Regions from separate parts of the Sus scrofa genome. Here region 1 is linked to region 2. A link is a contact called in public HiChIP or PLAC-seq data. All regions are on one chromosome and are shown on one strand. Each heading gives the region's core, a stretch centred on a gene start, on an enhancer-like site or on the middle of the called end of the contact. The rest is flanking DNA. Distances are from core to core; before and after follow the strand shown. Region 1 holds the start of ZBTB47 (zinc finger and BTB domain-containing protein 47). Region 2 holds the start of NKTR (NK-tumor recognition protein).

Region 1 (7,079 bases), core at 2,805-5,304, 56 kb before region 2:
ACCCCAGACACCTTAAGAGCAGAAGTCAGGCTCACTGGCTCACTGATCTGCCTCTGGGCACTACACCCCTGGGTTAGCACCTGAGGGAACCCCTCACCTCACCCACAGCAGGCCTCAAGGCCAGGGCCTGAGGCCATGCAGAGATAAAAACTTTTGGGAAGAAATCCTGGGCCAAGGCCTAGATTCTCCCCACCCTGGTCCTGTTGCCCTATTGAAGGAGGTTAGTGAGGTCTAGCCAGCTCCTTCATCTTTGGCCAGAGCTTGGGCCAGGCTGTTGCCTGTGGCCTCAGGCCTGGTAGCCGGTGGCTCCCCCTCACATAAAGGTTTTGTGGGAGCAAAGGACACAGCTGTGGTACCTGTCTACCATGCCTGGAGACAGAAATTACCCAAGCCTGCCCCAAACCCTTTGCCCTCTAGGGCCCCGGACCCCAGATCAGGTGTAGTCCATGCCCAGAGGCTCTGAGGTGGCCTCATCTTGGAGGTCACACCACTAGGGGCTTCTAGAGCCTCAGGGAGGCCCTGGAATCTGATGGATCAGACCATTAGACCCTTGGGCCACATCTAGAACCTGTGAATTGCCTAGAATAAGGGCTGGCTTAATTATTCCTGGTCCCACACAGCAGCTTCCCTAAAAGGCAGGCAGCATAGACAGACAGGCTGCCCGGCCCTCTGCATGGGTCCAGCCCACAGTAGATGTTCAATTAATGATAACCCACAGGTTCCAGGTTCTGGCCCTCCTCAGGCCCTGTCCAGCAGAGTCAGAGCTTCCTACACTTGAGGGTACCTTGCCTCACTGCAAAGCCATCAGTTCCCTTACCCCAGGCACCTTCCTAGAAACCCTGGTTTGAAACGCCAGCCTATCTATCCACAGCCCACACCTTCCCTTCATGCTAGTCTTTCCAGACTGGGTAGCGGTTGAGGGGTGTTCAACTTCTCAGTCACCTGAAGGAGGATCTGCCCTGGGCCTCTGGATGAGCTCCAGGGAGCCACCAGGGGCAACCTGCTGCTAGACCTGCCCTGGGCTCTACCCTCCACACCCAGCAGCCTAGGGCAGCACCAACCTCATGCCCTCTCTCTTACCACTATCTCTCTTAAGTTCTCTCTGCACACATCCTCCCCCCTAGCCAAGAAGCTACCCATCTGCTCTTCTGCTTCAGGGCTGCTAGCCCATCCAGGCCTGGCCAATCTAATGCAGATAAGGTGCCAAGCCCTTCCCATCTCCATCCTCTGACTCATTCTGATTCATCTTCTGGGACCAAATCCTATTACACAGACAGGGAAACTGAGGCTCAAAATGGGAGAGTCCCATAGTGAGCAGTAGCAGAGCCCCTGTCCTTTTAGCTCCACTGGACTAATACCATCCATGCTGGATAAGACATCATTCCACGTGGAAGTATTTCTTGGCCTTTAATGACTTAAAAAGCAGGACAAGGCATCTGGGGACCCTCCCAACCAAGGGACCAGATGTGCTTCCCCAGACCCCATAACCACTTCCAGAGACCTGCACCCTCCTTCCCAGAGCTGCTGCCACCTACACCTCAGTGAGGGGTCAGGGTGCAACTTGGGATTTGCAACAGGGGCCCCTCAGGGCCTCCAGGGGCCAGACAGTGGCAGGCAAGTGGCTTGGAATAAGGGCTGGTCAATGTCAGGCCTGTTGTAGGGTGCCCACCACAGGCCACAGGGCTTTTGTTCCACTGCTCCCCTTTTACGGAGAGCCCTCCAGTGCCTGTCTGCCATGGGGTAAGGGTAGTGCTTGACATTTCCTGTGTGCAGTTGTGGTCCCAGGATCCAGTGAGGACCCCTCTGGCCTCAGCAGAGGAAGAGGGGCTAGCCTGGGGGGTATTGCTGTCCCAAAGTTTCTATTTCTAAGGCAATCCCTTCTGCCAAACTAGCACCATCCTTGGCCCTTGAGGGGCCTGAGAACCTCACAACCAGGCACCCTGACTGGACTTCCTTGGCCGGGCATATAGATGCTGCCTGAATCCACAACTGCCAGCCCTTCAGCAGGGCACTGATTGGTTACCCTCTAACCTAGTACCTCCCACACAGGGCCCACCAGCTGTGTCTGACTCTCCAGCCAGAAATGCCCATTCCCTGAAGCTGCAGATGCCCCTCCCCATCTGACTATACCAGCTGCAGCCACACACCCCACCCTTAAGCCCAGGCCAGCCCAGCTAAGATACAAGTCCAGGGGAGTGGTCAAGCACTTCTACTGCCAGGGCACTTCATGCCTTCAAACCCTACCCCCAAGCCAGGCTGGGGGAAGCCAGGTGCCAGGGACACCTGCTGAGGCTGCTCACCAGAGTCACAGCCTTCTACTCCTAAAGGGCCCCTGCCTCATTGTCATGATACCACCAGCTCCCTACCCTGTTCCAGTGTCTCCCTGGAGGCCTCAGGATGAAACCTGGGCGTCCATCTGCAACCCCTACTCTCATGTCAATCCTTCCATCTCCCGGCAGCAGTGGGCGGGCCCAGAATGAGCAAGGGGGCACAGGCTCATGATTTCCAGGCTCCTCCTTTTAGGGAGTCTATGCCAGCCTCCACTGCATTCAAGTACACCAGTCCTTTCTGGAGAAACAGGCCCAGAGAGGGTGGAGGACTGGCCCAAGGTCACACAGGAATTTGGACAGAGCTGCAGGCGCAGCCCCCCGCCCCCCCACCCCCACCTTGGCCCAGGAGCCCCGAATCCCCAGTCAGGTCGGCTCCAGCGCCCACGTGGCCCAAGGCCCAGGCGGGAATCCGACCTCCCCCCGCCCCCCCACCCAGTCCGAGGGCGGCGCCGTCCCGGGCTCAGGGAAGCGCCCCCCTCCGCCCGTGCCTAGCAGGACCTCAGCCTCTCGCGCCAGGGCCCCCACCCCAGGAATTTAACCCCCTCCCCGCCGAAGGCCGCGCCAGAGCGCCGCATTCCCGGCCCACAGGGACCCAGAGAAGGGGTCAGGGAGACCCAGCGAGGGGGAAGATCTCTCCAGCCCCTCCACCCCAAGCCGGAAAGCCGTGCGCTCTGGAGGGCAGAGCGGGCAGGTGGGCGGATAAGCGGGGGGACAGGCAAGGCCTTGCGTACCATGGTGCCGCGGCGCTGGGGGCTCACAGGGCCCCGCGGGATCGCGCTGCCCCCGGCGGCCGGGCCGGGGCCGCTCCATGAAGCGCCGCGCTGGGGGCCGCCCCCGCGCAGGGCCCCGCGACCATGGCCCCCGGGGGCGCGGCCGGGCGGGCTGAGGCGCAGGGCCGCGGCGAGTCCAGCCGCCGAGCAGCTGCGGCCCCAGAGCCTCGGGCGCGGCGGGCGGGGGGCGCGGGGCGCGGATTGGAGCCCGTGCGTCAGCTGGGGCCGCCGTCTGGACGCTTAAAGGGCCAGGCCGCCCTGCGTGCCGGCGGGGGCCGCGGACACGCGTGGTGCGCTCTGTCCCGCTGCGGCCCGCCCCGCCTCGGGCTGCCAGGGGCCCTGGCCAGGCCCCGTTTCTCCCATCCTAGCCGATAGACCCGGCCTCACTTTCCCGCGCTGAGACCCCTTTCCGCTGGGAAGTTCGTCCCTGAGTCTAACCTCGGTGCCCTCCAGCTGCGCCACAGAGGCGGGGTCGGAGTAGGAGGCGGCCCTGAAATCGGGAAACTGGGCACTCCCGCCCCTCAACCAGCTGCAGAAAAAGCTTTTACACCTGCTCCCCTGCGCAACCTCACACTGAGGAACGAGGAACGGAACCCAGTATCCTAGCCACGTCACCACCCCCACCCTTTGGCCTGGGCTGCTCTGACCTGAGGTTGAGTCTAGGATCTCCAAATAGCCTGGCACCTTACCCCACCCCCACCCCAGGGCAGCTCAAAGTTCATTTTGTCCTGTGCCTCCAGGATTTGGTTCTGGTCGACCCATACCTACCCGGTGACCACCTCTGGCTGCACAGGGCCGCCCAGGGCAGGAGATGCAAGAACTAGACCATAGCTGCAGATCCTTTAAGGTGACAGGGCTAGTGCCTGAGAAGGCAAGACCAGAGTGAAGGCCAGAGGCCCACCGTGTACCCCAAGCCCTGTGCCTTGATGGCTGCCGAGAGGCCTCCCTGCTCTGTCTCTGCTGGGGAGATGCAGCCAGGCCTGCGGAATGCTGCTCTGGCATGGACACCAGTGGGGGCAGGGGGCTGGCTGTGCTGGCAGGAGGCTGCAAAGGAACACTGCCAGGCTAAGCAGGCAGCAGGGTGGGGACCACAGGGCCCTGGGCCTGGCAGGATCCAGGTGGTGGCTGGGCCACCACTGTGGAGAGGGGGCCTCTGTGGGCCTCTCATGTGGCCTATGTCATCATTCAGATGCCTTTCTGTGCCCCTACTCCAAGCTGACTGCTGCCTCATCTTTGGTCTCTCTCACATTGCCCCTATCCTGGTACTACCACACAGTATCCCTCACTCCTCCTTCCTCACGTGCATTCGTGCGTACACACCCACCCATGCCCAGCTATAGCAGTGTCCCCTGGGTATACCACCTTACTCAAGAGTGGGAAGGGACTCTGGGGCCTGTTCAGAGTGATTTAGTTTGGGTGATAGGAGAGGAAATGGAGAAGAGGCCAAGAGCCCAGGCAGGAGCCATCCTGTAGTCTGATGTCAGTCCTGGGTCCAAGATGGGAGGCCCTTAAGACAGGGCCATCCCAGGGCCAGGGAGCAAACATCTCACAGACAAAGATTGTGGTGGCCAAAGAGTGCAAAGAGAAAGGGGAGGAAAACACATAGCCAGATAGAGGGTGAGGAGAGTATTTGGTGAAAAGAGAGGGGAAGAGAGGAATGGGCACAGATGGGGACATGACCCCAGAGATGGCCACTGCAGATAGCCTATACTTCTGGGGCCATGGTTGTTGCAGAGACAGCTGGCTCAATTCCTGGAGGCCTCAGGCTGAGGCCAGGCTGGAGTGACCTGCTTGCCTGACCAGCCCATCACCTCAGGGCTGCCTTCTGCTTCTTCCTCCATCCGAATTCACTTCATTTGTCTCAGTGGATCCTTGCACAGGCCTGGAAGGTGGTAAGGAATTGCATACCCCTTGGCTGGATAAGGACAGTGAAGGCAAAGCAGGACAGATTACACAGCCAGACAGCAGCATTATGAGCCAAGGAAAGGGCAGGCTGGAAAGAGCCTGGCAGAGAGGGCTGCACCAGATACTCCTGGGGCCACTTCCTAGCCAAAGCTTGGCAGGGGGTGTGGCCAGTGTGACCAAGGTAGGGGGAGATTGGCCTTGGTTGCAGTGGTCAAGCCAAAGGAGGGGCTGGAGTCTGGGTGAGAAGGGAGGGAATTGGGGGGCTTAGTCTTCCTGAAGACCCCAGCTGTTCCCTTCTTGCTTCTCTGCCCATGGCCCATCTACTAGAGGAGACCTAGGGCAGAGCCAGCTCTGAGAGAGGCTACTGGCACTTGAATCAATGAAACCTGTCAGGAAAACACTGAAGAGCTCAGTCCGATAGGCTCAAATGGGGCTGCCTAGAGCTGAAGACTGAAAGTTGAGTCACGTTTACTGAAAGCAAAAGAGGACGGGGCAGGGGCATTGGAGAGGGCATGGAAGGGTACACCAGGCAGAGAGAATAGTACCTGCAAAAGCCAGGAGAGAAAAGAGTGAAATTTCTGCAGGGAACAAGGGGGTGATTTGGTGCAGCAGAATCCAGATTCTTGTCAGGTAGGCATGGCCACATGGAGACAGGCAGAATCATTCTCTTAGCCTTGGAGAAGACCATGCCACTGGAGCTTCCCTTCAGAGTTAGTCAAGGCAGGCTTTCTGGAGGGGTTAGGGTGGGGCCATTATTGGGGAAGGGGATCCCAGGCCATACTCGCATGCCCCAGGGCAAGCCAGTTTATGAAGGGCAGGGCTGGATGATCCTCAGACACTTGGGGGTGGGTGTTGGCAAGGTCAGTGAAGCCATGCTCCTGCCTCCAGAGTCCAGCTCATGAGTTTTCTCACAACTGTCCTAAGCGTCTAGCCCCAAACTTCTATCCTATGTCAGAGAGGAAGAACAGTCTCAAACTGCACTGGGGCAGCACATGCATGCACATGTAGTGCAAGGCCCAACCTTCTCAAGGGGGGCATGGAGTTGTGTAGCTGTGATGGGGGAGAACAGAGTTGACACTGCCAGGAAACAGAAAGGGACATTGTGGCCTGGGGTTGGTTGGGTTGCAGGGAAGTTCAACATCTCTACTACATGCTAACACAGGGCCCTGCAGGATTGGGGAGCATAGGTCTCTGGCTGTGGGGTTGGAGTGGGGCTTGCTTCTGTTCTGAGCTCAGCACTAATAGGCTCCAGCTGCAGGGGGTGGGTGGGGACCTAATTCAAACCAGCAGGTTTCCCAGTTCCCTCCCACAGCACAAACGTCATGGCCTTGGCTTCTAAGATCCTCTCCCACCCTGTTGGTTCAAGCAGCCCTGGGCCTCTCATTAGTGATTAAGCCTAGCCTTCCCCATGAAACATATGGACAATTATTCTCCTCCTGGAGGCAGCCCAGGGGCTAGTGTCCCTGAAACACTTTGATGTATACTTACTTCTAAGAATTTAATCCTCACCACTCCTAAGAGGAGTCCTCAGTATACCAGTTTTTCAGATGAAGAGCTGAATTATAAAGGTCAATTAATTTAGTTACCCAAGTATAAGTATCAGAGCAGAACTTGAATCCAGGCAATGTGGCTCAGGCCCTAAAACCTTAAGGACTGTGCCATAGAATAATTGCTCATAGAGGTCCTTTATTTCTTCAAAATAAAATATGATTGGGCCAGAGGAATTGAGGCCAGTGGGATCCTTCTTGGTCTTTCTCTGGGAATCTGGCCTGGTGATAGAGATTTTAGTTGCAGGAGGCCCTGGGTAACCCAAGACTGGCAATCCCAGTGCCATCCCAGAGCCCTATCCTCTATGGGTCCTCTGGGAGGCTGACTCATCTCTAGGCCAAAGAAGGGGATCACACCCCTGGTTCTCACGTGGTCTCAGTGCTCCGTCTTTGGGGGCTTATAGCTGAGAAACAGGATTATTTGTCTCACATTACAGATGAGAGACCTCCAGAAGCACAGGTCTGTCCTGAGACCTCACGTCACTCTTTTTTTTAACCCCAGAGTCCTCATCAGGACTCTAGTATGG
Region 2 (6,105 bases), core at 1,335-3,834:
ATTTACATCAAGTGAATCATTAACTATACAGAGAGGTCAAAAGCATTACTTGGAGATCCCCTCGTGGCTCAGTGGTTAACGAATCCGACTAGGAACCATGAGGTTACGGGTTCGATCCCTGCCCTTGCTCAGTGGGTTAAGGATCCAGTGTTGCCATGAGCTGTGGTGTAGGCTGCAGACGAGCTCGGATCCCACGTTGCTTGGCTCTGGCGTAGGCAGGCGGCTACAGCTCGGATTCAACCCCTAACCTGGGAACCTCCATATGCCATGGGAGTGGCCCAAGAAATGGCAAAAAGACCAAAAAGACCAAAAAAAAAAAAAAAGTTCAAAAGCATTACTTGAGTAAGTACTCAGTGACATATGTACTAATGTTTAAATCCTACAAAAAAGTACATCTCACTTTAAACAAACGAAGTGATCCTTAAAAGCTGTGTAAAAATCAGTACCTACTACTTAGATAATATACTGGAAAATGCTTACAGAAGTATTACAGAAGAGAATGAACCGTACGAAGTTGCCAATTATCAACTGGTTCATCCTAGGACAAAATAAGCATTCCTTGTTTTCTACATGATTCAGTGTTCTCAAATAGGCCAGACATTTCTACCAGAATGGTATTATAATAAATTACCTTCGATGTTGAGGACTAAAGTTCATTCAACATTTACCAAACATATTCTAGAGACATTTCACAACAAAAGTTATTTGCAAAACTAGGATATGAACAGGTACAAGGAAAAGAATATTTTACAGGGCTACAGAATCTTTGCTTTACCTAAACTTTTCAGGAGCCTTCTATTTTTAATTCTTTAAAAAATACAAAACCTATTATTTGAAACATACGTTCACTATGGATAAGGATTAACATCCATCAAGGCTCAAAATGTGAACAAGAAAGAGTGCAGCAGAATTTCTAAAATCACTTCATTCCTTTGCTCAAAACCCTTCAATATCTTATCTCAGGGGAGTCAAAGTTCTTACTATGGCCTTTACCCATTTCCTGCTAGTCTCCTGCCTGTACTCCAGCTCTCCTGGGCTTCCTGCTGTTCCTGAGACAAGCAGATACACTCTTCAGGGCCTTTGTATTAACTATTCTACCAGGAATGCTGTTCTCAAAAATATCCACAGGGCACATGTCCTCATCTCCTTCGGATCTGCTTAAATGTTATCTTCTCAAAATGGCCTTTTCTGACCAACCTATTAAAACTGTACCCTTACTACAAGGCACTTTTTTTTTTTCCTGATTTATTGTCTGCCTCCCCCAATAGAATATAAACTACAAGGAAGAGAAGCCTTTGTTTTATTCATTGCTATATCCACAGAGTCTAGAACAGTAGCAGGTAGAATCTGCAGAAGGAGATTGGACACAAAGACTGTATATATGCCTCCAATTAAAACTTTCCATACAAAGATACTAAAACAAACAAACAAACAAACAAAAAAAATAGGCAACAGTTTGAAACCCTGCACGCTCTGCTACTTAGAATGAAACAACTACTCTTTACAAGAAAATATTTTATTTCCAACAAAATATACTAACGAATGGCTGGATTCTCTAAAGACAAAACATTTATGCTAAGTGCCCACACGCTGCAAGTCTGCTAGTACAGAATGCTTTGGTTTATCACCCAAGACATGCGCTAGGTCCTTTTGCCACGAACCAAGAAATCCTGGCTAAACATACTTAACGAAATATACAAGTGGAGCTAACCTATTAATGATACACTAGGATTGGGAAATATAGACTATACAAATCCAAAGCTCACTGTACAGAGCGAGATACCAGAAATCCGATTTGGGAGTGTTTGCCCCCTAGAAAAACTGAGACAGATAAAGTCCAAAAAGGACTGCACCGTTTTTCTTGGCGCTAGGCTTGGCATGAACGCTCAGTTCGGGGGTACAGGGGGGCATGGGGCTTGAGAGGACGAGGCCTGTACTCTGATTAGGATTGGAGTATCCAGGGCCCCCTCTTCTCCACAGATTCTGGCTCAGGAGAAAAGGGACAGCTGACTGCGCCAACCAGCTCCCAAAAAGGCTTGGGGGAGGGTTGATGAGGGTAGACCCCTCCCCTTCCCCAAGGCAAGCCCAGGCCCGGCAGGGCTCCTCAGTCTCCCGGCTCACCCGGCTCTCGGTTGATCTCGATGTCGAAGTGGCACTGCGGCCGGTCCTGCGCCCCCATCGCGACCGAGGCAGCGGCAAGAGCTGGGAGAGAGGGGAAGGAAAGCGGTCAGGGCGGGAGCTAGGGCGGGGGCTGGGGCGGAGCCCGCGCCACAGTTGCCTCCCGCCGGCCTGTTGCGACAGCGCCGGAGGCCGAGACAGTGCTCCCTCTCACCCCAGGCCGCCCGGCTCCCTTGGAGCGCGCACACACATGCAGACGAGCTTTTCACCTTGCAGGCTTCCAACCTGAGCAGCTCCGCGTGAGAAGAAAAGAAAGCGCTGCCACCGGCGCTGGACCTCAACGCCACTTAACGGACCACCAACATCCCCCCACCGCCCCCTGGTCCGGCCTCCCAGTGCCACGCTAAACCCCGCGAGAGTCGGGACAAATACCGCGAGAGCACGGTCTCGAAGGAAGTGATTAACCTAAGGGAGTACGCGTACGTGGGCGTGTCTGGGAGCTCAAGGAGCCGCCAGCTGAAAGGTTCTTCTTTTTTGCCCCGCCTCTTTCTCCCTTTACGTTGGAAGCAGTCGCCCAATCTGGGAGCTCTGGACACGCCTGCGCTCTTTACTTCCTGTCATCCTTTCCGAAAGGCCATGTCTACGCATTTGCGAATTTCGGGAGGTTATCCTGTTGTGTACACCTCTGAGAGACTTGTGAGAATTAAGTTCTTAAGGTTTAATGAGCCGACAGGGCTTTGGCTTTTGTTTTTCTCAGGAAGTAGTTACGATACCATCCTGTTAGACCGTTTGTCTCACTTCAAAGGCCCTTTAGGTTGACGTGTGCTTCCTGTTTTGGCGTCTGCGTTAGTTGGGTCCAAGTTCATTCTACCTCCTTTGTGAAGTCAGTTCAAGACCTTTCCCTTTACTTCAATCGCGTTCTTCATCTTATAGAATGCAAGAGTTCTGGATACTAATGCGTTTTGGTTGGTTGGTTGGTTTTTTTATTGTTGTTTTTGTTTTGATTTTGTCCTTTTAGGGCCGCACCAGCGGCATATGGAAGTTCCCAGCCTAGGGGTCCATCAGAGCTGTAGCTGCTGGCATACACCAGAGCCACAGCAACGCCAGATCTGAGCCTCGTCTGCGACCTACATCACGGGATCCTTAACCCAGTGAGCTAGGCCAGAGATCTAACCCGCAACCTCATGGTTCCTAGTTGGATTCGTTAACCACTACGCCAGGAGGTGAACTCCTGGATACTAATGTGTTCTTAAATGCTGTATATGTATGTTCTAAATGCGAATCTTTTGTTAGGTTTATATAGCTGGGAATATTTTCTCAATCCGCGTGCCTTGTCTTTTCATTGTTTTGACAGCGCAAAGCAGTTTTTAATTTTTGAAGAAGTTAATGATCATTTTTTTTTCTTTTATGGTTTGTGCTCCTTGTGTAAGAAACGTCTGCCTACCTGAAGCTTGTGAAGATTTTCTTCTGTTTTTTTTTTTTATATTTAGATTTTTTTACTTGAGAACTTTTTTTTTTTAATCACTCACTGAATTTATCACATCTGTAGTTGTATACTAATTATCACAATCCAATTTCACAGGATTTCCGTCCCACAACCCAAGCACATTCCCCCCACCCCGCAAACTGTCTCCTCTGGAGACCATAAGTTTTTCAAAGTCTGGAGTCAGCATCTGTTCTGCAAAGAAGTTCCGTCTGTCCTTTTTTCAGTTTCCACATGTCAGGGAACATTTGATGTTGGTGTCTCATTGTATGACTGACTTCACATAGCATGATAATTTCTAGGTCCGTCCATGTTGCTAAAAATGCTGGTATTTCGTTCATTTTAATGGCTGAGTAATATTCCATTGTGTATATGTACCACATCTTCTTGATCCACTCCTCTCTCAATGGACATTTAGGTTGCTTCCACGTTTTGGCTATTGAGAAGAGTGCTGCAGTGAACATCGGAGTACATGTGTCTTCGTGAGTCATGGTTTTCTCTGGATAGATGCCCAGGAGTGGGATTGCTGGATCAAATGGTAGTTCTATGTTTAGTTTTCTGAGGCATCTCCATACTGTTTTCCACAGTGGTTGCACCAATTTACAATCCCACCAACAGTGTACTAGGGTTCCTTTTCCTCCACACCCTCTCCAGCACTTATTGTTTGTAGACTTTTGGATGACGGCCATTCTGGCTGGTGTAAGGTGGTACCTCAGAGTGGTTTTGATTTGCATTTCTCTGAGAAAGACTGATTTGAACATCTTTTCCTGTGTTTTTTGGCCATCTGTATGTCTTCTTTGGAGAACTGTCTGTTTAAATCTTCTGCCCATATTTTGATGGGGTGTTTGTTTTTTTGGTATTGAGCTGCAGAAGGTGTTATAAATTTTGGAGATTAATCCCTTGTCAGTCAATTGATTTGCAAAGATTCTCTCCCATTCTGTGGGTTGTCTTTTCATTTTGTTTAGGGTTTCCTTTGATGTGCAGAAACTTAAGTTTAATTAGGTCCCAGTTGTTTATTTTTGTTTTTACTGTCATTACTCTAAGAGGTGGATCGAGAAGATGTTGCTGTTATTTATGTCAGAGAATGTTTGGCCTATGTTTTCATCTAGGAGTTTTATAGTGTCTGGTCTTATATCTAGGTCTTTAATCCATTTGGAGTTTATTTTTGTGTATGGTGTCAGGGAGTGTTCTAATGCCATTCTTTTCCATGTAGCTATCCAGTTTTCCCAGCATGACTTATTGAACAAGCTGTCCTTTGTCCATTGTATATTCCTGCCTCCTTTGTCATAGATGAGTTGGCTGTAGGTGTGTGGGTTTCGTTCTGGGCTTTCTATCCTGTTCCACTGATCTATATTTCTTTGTGCTAGTACCATGCAGTTTTGGTGATTGTTGCTTTGTAGTATAGTCTGAAGTCTGGGATCCTGATTCCTCCAGATCCATCTTCCTTTTGCAGGATATCTTTGGCTATTCTGGGTCTTTTGTGCTTCCAAGCAAACTTTAAACTATTTTGTTGAAGTTCTGTGAAAAATGTCCTTGGTAATTTGATAGGGATTGCATTGAATCTGTAGATTACCTTGAGTAGTATAGTCATTTTGATAATATTGATTCTTCCAATCCACGAGCATGGTATATCTTTCCATCTATTTGTGTCCTCTTTGATTTCTTTCATCAGTGTCTTATAGTTTTCAGAGTACAGGTCTTTTGTCTCTTTAGGTAGGTTTACTCCTAGGTATTTTATTCTTTTGGATGTGATAGTAAATGGGATTGCTTCCCTAATTTCTCTTTGTGCTCTTTCATTGTTAGTGTATAGAAATGCCATCGATTTCTGCAACTTTGCCAAATTCGTGGATGAGCTCTAGCAGTTTTCTGGTAGAGTCTTTAGGATTCTCTAGGTATAGTATCATATCATCTGCAAATAGTGATAGTTTTACTTCTTCCTTTCCAATTTGGATTCCTTTTATTTCTTTCACTTCTCTGATTGCCATGGCTAGGACTTCCAAAACCATGTTGAAGAGTAGTGGCGAGAGCAGACATCCTTGTCTTGTTCCTAATCTTCAGTGGGAATTCTTTCATCTTTTCACCATTGAGAATGATGTTTACTGTGGGTTTGCATACATGGCCTTTATTATGTTGAGGTAGGTTCACACTATGCCCACTTTCTGAAGGGTTTTTATCAGAAATGGGTGTTGGATTTTGTCAAAGGCTCTTTCTATGTCTATTGAGAGGATCATATGGTTTTTATTCTTCAGTTTGTTAATGTGGTGTATCACACTGGTGGATTTGTGGACCTTGAAGAACCCTTGCATCCCTGGGATAAATCCTGCTCGATCATGATGTACAATTCTTTTGATGTATTGTTGGATGCAGTTTGTTAGTATTTTGTTGAGGATTTTTGCATCGATGTTCATCAGTGAAATTGGCCTGTAGTTTTCCTTTTTTTTGTGGTATCTTTGTCTGGTTTTGGTATCAGGGTGATGGTGGCCTCATAGAAGGAGTTTGGGAGT

What was found. HiChIP or PLAC-seq counts read pairs in DNA pulled down with a chosen protein or histone mark.
Region 1: a contact with region 2 is called in an H3K27ac HiChIP or PLAC-seq map of skeletal muscle. The contact joins the promoter of ZBTB47 here to the promoter of NKTR in region 2. A contact is called at or near these places in 2 of 47 Hi-C or Micro-C datasets (both in embryonic fibroblasts) and 1 of 2 datasets of contacts at active chromatin or transcription factors (skeletal muscle).

Annotation. Positions count from the first base shown.
Region 1 is chr13:26,178,243-26,185,321 of Sscrofa11.1, reverse strand. ZBTB47 (zinc finger and BTB domain-containing protein 47) reads right to left here and starts at 4,054. Exons shown (of 6, transcript XM_021071707.1): 1 at 3,869-4,054.
Region 2 is chr13:26,121,543-26,127,647 of Sscrofa11.1, reverse strand. It overlaps NKTR (NK-tumor recognition protein), which reads right to left and starts at 2,584. Exons shown (of 18, transcript XR_002338233.1): 1 at 2,388-2,584; 2 at 2,122-2,202. It also overlaps a transcript of SEC22C not described here.